2 separate regions of the Zea mays genome follow, and region 2 is linked to region 1. A link is a contact called in public Hi-C data. All regions are on one chromosome and are shown on one strand. Each heading gives the region's core, a stretch centred on a gene start, on an enhancer-like site or on the middle of the called end of the contact. The rest is flanking DNA. Distances are from core to core; before and after follow the strand shown. Region 1 holds the start of LOC100193566 (Cysteine--tRNA ligase 1 cytoplasmic). Region 2 holds the start of LOC100282823 (riboflavin biosynthesis protein ribAB).

The links. A called contact is a pair of places that touch in the nucleus more often than the background predicts.
Region 2: a Hi-C map of ear shows a contact between it and region 1, with 3 times the contacts expected there. The contact joins the promoter of LOC100282823 here to the promoter of LOC100193566 in region 1. A contact is called at or near these places in 4 of 25 Hi-C or Micro-C datasets (bundle sheath, ear, endosperm and 1 more).

Annotation. Positions count from the first base shown.
Region 1 is chr8:119,216,099-119,221,015 of Zm-B73-REFERENCE-NAM-5.0, reverse strand. It overlaps LOC100193566 (Cysteine--tRNA ligase 1 cytoplasmic), which reads right to left and starts at 2,398. Exons shown (of 9, transcript NM_001358395.1): 1 at 2,004-2,398; 2 at 1,045-1,108; 3 at 539-700; 4 at 56-226. The coding sequence starts at 2,254. LOC103635762 (probable mediator of RNA polymerase II transcription subunit 37c) reads left to right here and starts at 2,623. Exons shown (of 2, transcript NM_001365157.1): 1 at 2,623-2,914; 2 at 3,656-4,917. The coding sequence starts at 2,704.
Region 2 is chr8:119,463,711-119,468,678 of Zm-B73-REFERENCE-NAM-5.0, reverse strand. It overlaps LOC100282823 (riboflavin biosynthesis protein ribAB), which reads left to right and starts at 3,011. Exons shown (of 7, transcript NR_178194.1): 1 at 3,011-3,197; 2 at 3,294-3,609. LOC100284318 reads left to right here. Exons shown (of 9, transcript NM_001175443.2): 7 at 1,108-1,157; 8 at 1,241-1,338; 9 at 1,467-1,808. The coding sequence ends at 1,571.

The DNA of each region.
Region 1 (4,917 bases), core at 1,149-3,648:
CTGTAGTTTCATGAAATGAATTCAACTCTAGAAACATCAGTACTTCAAAACTTACTTTCCAGAGTGCGAAGTCTGCAGGATTACGCTTTCTTGTATCAAAAGCAACCCGTGCACCTGCCTGATTTTGATCAAATTTTCTTCCAGATAAACTGAGATATTCAGGAAAACTTTCAACTGAAAAGTAAACATCTCCTTCAATAGCATAGGCTTTGCCATTCTCCATTATCTGTCCAGAAACATAGACAAGATAGGAAAGACATGTGACATCAGAAGATATAAAAGGGGCAATTTTTGTACCGTCAGTAAGTTATGTGTGATTGTTCAATATCCTGGAACTGGATAAAATGAGCAAAATAATGGGTTTAACTTGTATGGTGGCAAATAATGTTATCATCAGTGTTAATTTTGATTGCAACAGACAGTGTAGAGCTTCCAATCAAAGCCATGGAGCACCAGGAAAATTACAACAGCTGCAAGGTATCATGAAAACAATAAGTAAACAAATTTTACATCAGTTAGGTTTGGAGCAATGTTGTACCTGTGTTATCAACTTTATAATATGCTCAATGTGTTCTGTTACCCGTGGCTCGCAGGTAGGAGGCAAGCACTGGAGCTCAGTCATGTCAAGAAGAAATTCATTGATAAACTGGCTACTCAAGCTTGTTACTGTTTCACCGCGTTCATTGGCACGCTTAATAATCTGTCAAAAAGGTAAGAAATAATTTTATCCAAATTTCTGCCAAGATATATTGGGAAAGAAAATTAAAATTTATATTAAGCATGCAACATACTGGAAAAATAAAGTATTTTGTAAATACTGGTGTCTGATCTATGAACAATGGTAACGGAAAAGAACAGATGAAATGGCACTGGTGACACTCCGACTAAGAGGAAAGTACAAGATTGTTGAACCCAGAAACAAATTAGTCTACAGATGGCACTGTCACAAATAAGACTGTTCCTTCCATTTTGATGCCTCGAGAAGTTTTCCTTTCTTCTCAACTACTAAAATGTAACTCTAGAATAGTGTGAACAAATTGTTACCTTGTCATCAATATCCGTGAAATTACGGACATATTCAACTTCATACCCCAAGAATTTAAGGTACCTACAAGGAATGTGAGACCAATTATGTTATAAAATAAATATGTTATGAAAACTCAAGAAGCAAAGATAGCAACACGACTCAATATTATGCTTTAACTCAGATAGTCTTTTGAAAAATCTATTGAAATATTAATGTAATGTATACAGTATACTTAACATTGCAGGTTTAATTCAAAACAGCACCACATGACCGTAGTACTAACATGATAAGGTTAGCTTGCTCGAAGTGTTCTGAACATATTGGCATGTTGATGTACTCCCTCTGTCCCAAAAAAAAACAATTTCTAGAATCATCCTAAATGAACTATCTTAAGTTTGACCAAGTATCATTGGATACACCATGAAGATGTTTTTCCTTATTTGGTGTCATAAAGTGGATCAAACTTAAATTAGTTTGACATAAATCAGCTCTAGAAGTTTATTTATTTTGGGATAAGTGAATACATAAAAAAGAGTCCATGACAATGAAAAATACAGCATGGCCAGATTTCAAATGCTTAATCAGTCAGCAATAACTACTCCATCAAACATGTATTTAGATATAGAATCCAGAGGCTACTAGCAACTAATACAGTTTAAACATAGCCTGGATCCAGCTATCTTGAACATCCAAACCCGAGCATGACAAAACACACAAACCAACTACTGCAGCACCACACTGAAACAACGCTACTAAACAATTCCCAATCTCGAGCACTAAATTGAGAAATCACCAACATGTGAGCAGCATGTACAATCGGGGTCCAGAGCGCATCCAAATCTAGAACTAAATCTTACTCTACGCATTTTAGAGCATAGACGGATAGCTCTCTAGTAGGCTAGTAGACGATCAGGCTAACTGCGTATATGCCAAGACAAAAAGGGCCGCCAGATCCGAGAGTTGCTGGGATTGGTACCTGTAGAGGACGTCGAAGGCGACGTAGGCACGCGCGTGGCCGATGTGGCTAAAGTCGTAGGGAGTGACGCCACAGACGTACATCCCTACCTTCCCCTCTACCCGGGGCTGGAATGGCTCCTCCCTCTTCGTAAAGGAGTTAAATAATAAGAGCTGCGGCGGCGCCGTCGCCTCCGCTATGGTTGCGGACGGCGGCGACTGGGCCTCCTTCGCCATGGTGGCGGAAAGTGGAGCCTGGACCTCCTCGGCCATGGTGGTCGCACGCGCTAACCTAGAAGCCCCAGAGGCCAGACAGACGCGGAAGGGGATTTGCGGCGGCGGCGGCGGCGGGGACAGGGGAGTCGTCGAGAGAAGGCAGGGCAAAGTTCAGGTGGAAGTGAGTGGCAAGTGGGTTCGATGGGCCAAGCCACTGCCCACTGCGGCCCGTCGAAACACGGTTTCCTCTTTCTCATTCGGTTCAACCAACACCCTCCACTCCTCCAGAGCCTTCCAGAACCCCAATCTAACGGCCAAGGTCGCCCCGTGCCCGAATCTTCTGGACGCGCCATCTCCTCAATAAAACCTCCTCGGCTCCTCCAGTGTCCCTCGTCTCTCGCCTGAGAAAAAAAAAATCCACGAACCAATTTCTCAGCAACCAGCAGCACGACCTGTGAGGGTTCGAAGGAAGTAGCAGTGTTTTTTGTTCCTAGAGGGAGGAAGAGATGGCAAAGGGGGAGGGGCCGGCGATCGGGATCGACCTGGGAACGACGTACTCGTGTGTCGGCGTGTGGCAGCACGACCGCGTCGAGATCATCGCCAACGACCAGGGGAACCGCACCACGCCGTCCTACGTCGCCTTCACCGACACCGAGCGGCTCATCGGCGATGCCGCCAAGAACCAGGTCGCCATGAACCCCACCAACACCGTATTTGGTACGTGTCAGATGACATCCTCTTCACTTCTGTTTCCTTTCATTTCACTGAACTTAGAATGCCCAATTAGCAGTCTAGCACTAAGGTTGTTTGATTCCATGCTGCGGGATTTTCCACTAATAATCGATGATGCAGAGTTTTACTTTAATCATTTGCTGCATAGTTTCACATTGATGTCGATGCTTCAGATGCTTGTAGATCTATCGAAATTTGTTTCAGTGAGCGACTTCTGCTCTGTTTCTATGGCAACATGAGCAGCACTAAACTTGGAGATCTGATTTGTTCAGTGTGAGCAGTAGCTGCTTGTTTATGTTCTAGATTTGAGTAGGATCGGATAGGATTAACGATTAGGTGGATGCGAGCTGATTTGTGGAATTCGTCGAACTATGTCTCCGGTGCCTTCATGTAATCCCTTTTTGAACTTCCTAATAGTAACTGCAGTAAGATTTTTTTTCCCTGATCAGATTTGCAGTCAGTAGTTTCCATTGTCGCCCCTGGTGTAGCCATTATATATCTGCTTTGATGGATTGCACATTTTTTGAACTGAATTTCTACTGGAACTCTGTCCTTCAGAAATTGTCACTGTCACCTTGGTTAGTAATTTCACACTGCAGTATTCGAAAATATACCTTACCTGATCATTGAAAATATACCTTAGCTGATATGCCATATTGAACTGTGTTTTTTCTTCAATCGTTAGACTCCTTGCTGACAGATGTCGCTCTTCCTGGATGCCTGCAGACGCAAAGCGGTTGATTGGTAGGAGGTTCTCGGACCCTTCCGTTCAGAGTGATATGAAGCTATGGCCATTCAAGGTCGTGGCGGGCCCTGGCGACAAGCCGATGATCGTGGTTAGCTACAAGGGTGAGGATAAGCAGTTCTCTGCCGAGGAGATCTCCTCTATGGTGCTGACCAAGATGAAGGAGATCGCTGAGGCCTACCTCGGCTCCACCATCAAGAATGCCGTGGTCACCGTGCCTGCCTATTTCAACGACTCGCAGAGGCAGGCCACCAAGGATGCCGGCGTCATCTCCGGGCTCAACGTGATGCGTATCATCAACGAGCCCACCGCCGCGGCCATTGCCTACGGGCTCGACAAAAAGGCCACCAGCAGCGGCGAGAAGAACGTGCTCATCTTCGACCTCGGTGGTGGCACCTTCGATGTGTCGCTCTTGACCATCGAGGAGGGCATCTTCGAGGTGAAGGCCACCGCCGGTGATACCCATCTGGGTGGGGAGGACTTCGACAACCGCATGGTCAACCACTTCGTCCAGGAGTTCAAGCGCAAGCACAAGAAGGACATCAGCGGCAACCCGCGCGCGCTGCGGCGTCTGCGGACGGCCTGCGAGCGGGCCAAGCGCACGCTGTCGTCCACCGCGCAGACCACCATCGAGATCGACTCGCTGTACGAGGGCATCGACTTCTACACCACCATCACCCGCGCCCGGTTCGAGGAGCTGAACATGGACCTCTTCCGCAAGTGCATGGAGCCCGTGGAGAAATGCCTCCGCGATGCCAAGATGGACAAGAGCACCGTGCACGACGTGGTGCTCGTGGGCGGCTCCACGCGCATCCCCAAGGTGCAGCAGCTGCTCCAGGACTTCTTCAACGGCAAGGAGCTCTGCAAGAGCATCAACCCTGACGAGGCCGTGGCGTACGGTGCTGCTGTCCAGGCCGCCATCCTGAGCGGCGAGGGCAACGAGAAGGTGCAGGACCTGCTCCTTCTGGACGTCACCCCGCTGTCCCTGGGCCTGGAGACTGCCGGCGGCGTGATGACCGTGCTGATCCCTCGCAACACCACCATACCAACGAAGAAGGAGCAGGTGTTCTCCACCTACTCCGACAACCAGCCGGGGGTGCTGATCCAGGTGTACGAGGGAGAGCGCGCCAGGACCAAGGACAACAACCTCCTTGGCAAGTTCGAGCTGTCCGGCATCCCGCCGGCGCCTCGCGGCGTGCCCCAGATCACCGTGTGCTTCGACATCGACGCCAACGGCATTCTG
Region 2 (4,968 bases), core at 1,762-4,261, 250 kb before region 1:
AATTTTATTTATTTATTTATTTTGAAGAAACACATCTTTTTTTTTCTCGATCACGCAGGAGAGTTCTGTATCTTTGTATGAAAGAGAGGACAGATTCCCATACATGACAAATAGCTATGAGATAAGAGAGAGATGCAAAAATTACAACTCAATAAGTCACCAGTTATCCTATATTCCTATTAGAACCGACCAGAATGAGGAAAGGGCTCAACCTATGCCCTGAACACGACCAAAGAATAACTCCTGGAGCTTTCAGGCTCCAGCCAAACACCACAGCTTCATCTCTTCTTTGAAAGAGTGTTGGGAAGTCTGGAGGGAGGAAGAAGCTGCATAAATAACGCGTGAATTTCTGTGGTTCCGTATAATCGAAGCCCCAAGTATGATAGCAGTATAGCACTGTAAATCCCTTTTTTTTGGCCTTTGCCTTTCCAATCTTTTTACTTACTTTTCTCCAACAATCCGCAAAGCACTTGTCATGGCGATTAGGCATTATATGCTCCAGTCCAAGAGAGCTCAACAGATTGACAAGGACACAATTTGTGAGAATTTACTGCACTGTCTCGTCTAGTCGACTAATCTCACACCTTATTTCAAACTACCCTCTACAAACAATGTAATCTACAGTGTAAAATAGTATTTTGCACGACCGTTTATGGCCTAGTCACATAATACACAATACCCAGGGTGGGGCAGACCCCTTTCTGCTAAACGATCAGCCATCCAGCACTTGTTTCTGAAGACCTTGCATCTGGAAGTTGCCCATGATTTCCAAAGCTGTTGCCATGGTTCAAACACTTTATAGCACCATAAAAAAAGGCCTTATAGGTTGACTTGGAAGAAGGAACCCATGTCCTGAGTTGCAAAGTAATCCCAAACTGTTTCTATTATAATTTAGCGCTGCAGTACAATGTTCAATTAACGCCTTCTCAAATTTCTTCACAGTTTAAAAAGATGCATAGCTGCTAAGAGGTATTATTACCTATTCGTTTTTTATAGTTTCACCTGGCCGCTTGACTCTTTGGGACTATTGCATTTCCAATTCTCATTGCTAGGTTACTTCTATATAATGTGTACCGATATCATCGTTCTCATGGGAGCTTCCTGCAGGTACACTGCTTTTATCCCGCTGTATCCAATCGGGGTTGGCCCAGGAGAAAGTAAGCTCAAAATGTCTTCTCACAAGAGCGTTATTACTCTTGACTAAAGCTTAGACCGAGGCTGGTTCTTGCTGTCCTTTCAGTGTGGACAATGTACCAAGCCCTCCCGTTTGTGAAGAAGAGGGACCTTTACTCAGGTTTCTTCGAGAAGTTCTCCATGAGCTACCGTTCCTTTCTAGTGGTAAGTCAAGGCTCCGCGAACTGGACCATCGTGTTCTCTGCTCGCGCGTTCGTTCAGTTGCCAGTTGGAGTGTTCGACTGTTCTTAACAGAAGTTCAACTATCTGGTATGCGCCTTGCCGTGACACAGGGTGTGCTGGTGCTCTACCCGTTCCTGTGGCTGAAGCTGTACCAGCACGTGTTCAAGCAGCGCAAGTCCAAGCTGGGGAAGGGGAGCAGGAAGAAACGGGCCTGAGAAAATCTGGCTCTGCTCAGCTCAGCTGCCACTTGTTGCTGTCATGTGAAACGCTAACGGGTCATTGTGGATTTTTGTTTTGGAAGAAAATCTTTGTGAGTTGTTGTCTGATGCGACGGGGGCAGTTATTGGATTACGCTTTGGGTTCTCTGTTTGTTTCAATTGCTCTGCGTTTTATGTCTGTATTAACATACATCAAGCATATATAATAGTCATGTTGCTGCTGCGAGTCTAATCAATCTTGCGATCCTGGTTTTCTCGCTCAATTGCCTACACTGAATGAGGCTGATCACGCTGCTCTGTGCCTACAGCAGGCGATTGTCAGATGCTAGATGGCGATAATACAAGCTTAATAACCAGAGCATGGACGTAGTGCAGTGGTTCTCTCTCTCACGCACACAGAGAAACACTTTTTATTAGCCAAAAGTTGTTAGATTATATAATCTGGCCAGATTATAATCCCAAACAAACACTAAATTAGTATATGTGAATGTGATAAACACCAAATTAGTATATGTGAATGTGATGGTTGATTTTTTTTTCTTTAGGATGGAAGTAATACTGCATTAGCATCTACGGTCTGAAGCGGCCGGCGGAACTGCCGATTCCGCGACCTCCCAAATGCTAACGTTGCCGCCGGCGGCCAAGACCTCCACACCCCCGCCGCGGCAGCCACCGCTCACTATTCCACTCTTTTCAGACGGATGCACGTACCTTCCCTAGCGCCCATGGCCGCGCCCGCCCTTGCTTCCTTCGTTCGGGGACTCTACTACCACTTGGCCGCGGCTGCTTGCGGTCGCGACCATGGCCTCCGTTCCTCAAATGACGCGGCCTCTTCACCAACGGGTTCGGTTGTTCTGTCCTGCAAGCGGTGGAAGTATTTGTGAAAGGAGCTGAAGGTTGAAGGCGATTGATTTTCAGGCTGGCAACTGGCTTGATGCCTGATTCTTGGTAGGATCTTCTGCTACTCTCCAGTGCGAAGTGCCGACACTTTCAAATTCATTCATGAAACTCCCGGTCTCAAATGTTGCTTAAGCATTTAGATTTCTTCAAAAGAAATGCTCACCGTCACTTCACACACACACACACAGTCTATAACTGATGAAATCGCTGTTGTTGTTTTTTTTTACAACGTGGTGACCATTTACTGACTGGGAAAAAAAAAGAGAGAACTCGCAAACCTTCTACCCACTTCCGATGGAAATTGACCTGGAAGGAAGAAGATACATTATCTCGTGAAACCGTCCAAAAGATGCTATCTGCAAAAATATCTTTCACTTGTCGCTGTCTCGTCCAGCTTACATTTCTTTTGACCCATAGCAGAAGGCATTGGAAGCGTGGTTTCTTTGTCATCACCTGAAGTGTGCGATGTGCCGGATTCGGCTGCTTCTATCTTGCAGCTCAGAAACATGTGGTCAGTTTCCCTCCACTCCGTCGGTTTTTTTTTTTCCTTCCATTATCTGCATGAGCAGATAACTCCAAACGACGGGCTGAGAGGTGCTGTGACACTGCAGGCGATAAAGGTATATAAGCCAAACGCTTTTGCAAACTGGGAGCCTGGGATCACCAAATGGACCGTGTTCTTCTGAGCTCCCACTTGCCATCTCACGCTCATGCAAACACGAGGTATCGATTCCTCCCAACTCTTTTGTCTGTGGAAGAAGGCCTTTGAAGAGTTCGTGTATTTTCTCTGTAACCTGCCAGTTGTTCCAATCTTTTCAGGTTGCAGCAGGGTCCTGGTGGCCTCAACAGTATAGGATTTGCAGTCATAAAAAAGGGATGCTTGAAGTTAAGATGTTACGCGATCGGCGATGAACTCGGTGGTCCAGGGCGCTTTAGTAAGCATTTCATCGAGAACAGTAATGGACCTGTTTTCCAGGGACTCGATGCGTCTGCTGGTTCTTTTAGAACTGTCGGTGCTGAAATCACTCAGGACACTGGAGATTTCTTTGTCAGTGACGCAGAGGGTGATCCAGACAAACCTACCGATGGGTTCTCCTCGATCGACCAGGCTATAGGTGCTTTGCGTGAAGGGAAGGTAGGCGAATGGCTACATTAAGTGTATTTCACACCTTAACACTTTTCATCGCTATAATTTTGTCTTTACTATGTTTTGTATCTCATAGTTTGTTTTGAACCTGGGCATGGATCCAGTATTCTTTATTATTTTCATAGTTTCAGCATGTATTACACTTCTCATCCCTGCGCTTTGTTCCATTCATGGGCATTGAACGTGCATGATCAGGCTAGATTGGATTGTCCTACTTGGAGATCATATTCGTGTACTGTGCAATACATGCTTGAGAAGATTTATGATAAAATACTAAAAAATATTATGGGTTGGATTTTAGACAAACTTAAAATTTCAACAAAGTACATCAGACTTACTAAAGACATGTTCAACAATAATGTATGACTAGTATTCGAACAAGTGACAGATACACAGAAAACTTTCCAATTATAATAGTACTATATTAAGGATCAGATTTAAGCCCTTATTTTTTTCCTTGGCGATAGATGAGGTCATAAGGGACATATAACGAGATATCTCTTGGTGTATGTTTTTTTAGACGATGTAATGTTAGTTGATAAAATCCTGGCAAAAGTAAATAGGAAACTAGAGTTGTGGCGGGAGATTCTAGAGCCTAAAGGTTTTAAACTCAGTACAACTAAAACCAAATCTATGAGATATAACTCCAGCACTACTACATATGAGGAAGGAGATATTAGTTTGGAAGGTCAAGTAGTGCCCTTTAAGAATATCTTTCGGTATTTAGGATCAATGCAGAAATGTGATGGATATCGCTGAAGATGTTAACCATAGACTTAAAGTAGGGTGGGTAAAATGGCATCAAACATATGGCGTTGTAGGTGACAAAAAGGTACCATAAATATAAAAGGAAAGTTTATAGGACGACGATTAGACTTGTTATGTTGTATGGTGCAGAATGGTGGCCTACAAAAACATAGACATGTTTAGCACATAAGCGGAAATATGTATGTTGTGTTAGATTGATGCCCATACAAGAAGAGATCGAGTTTAGAACAATGATCCAATTGAAGAAAAGCTTGTCCAATATCGATTGAGATGGTTTGGACGTATCTAATAGACTTCCAGAGGCACCAATGTGTAGTAGGGTGTTAAGGCGCGATAGTAATGGGAAGAGAGACGGGAGAAGGGTGAAATTGATAGGGGAAGAGACAGTAAAATAAGACTTGAAAGGATAAAATATACATAAAGATTTAGACTTGAATAGGGGTCCATAGAAAATAGTTATCCACGTGTCTAAACCTTGACATGTGGCTTGTGTTATGCTTTAAATCTAGCATATATCCTAACTTGCTTAGGACTAAAGACTTTGTTATTGTTGTCGATGATAGTAGCAGCTCCTAATCA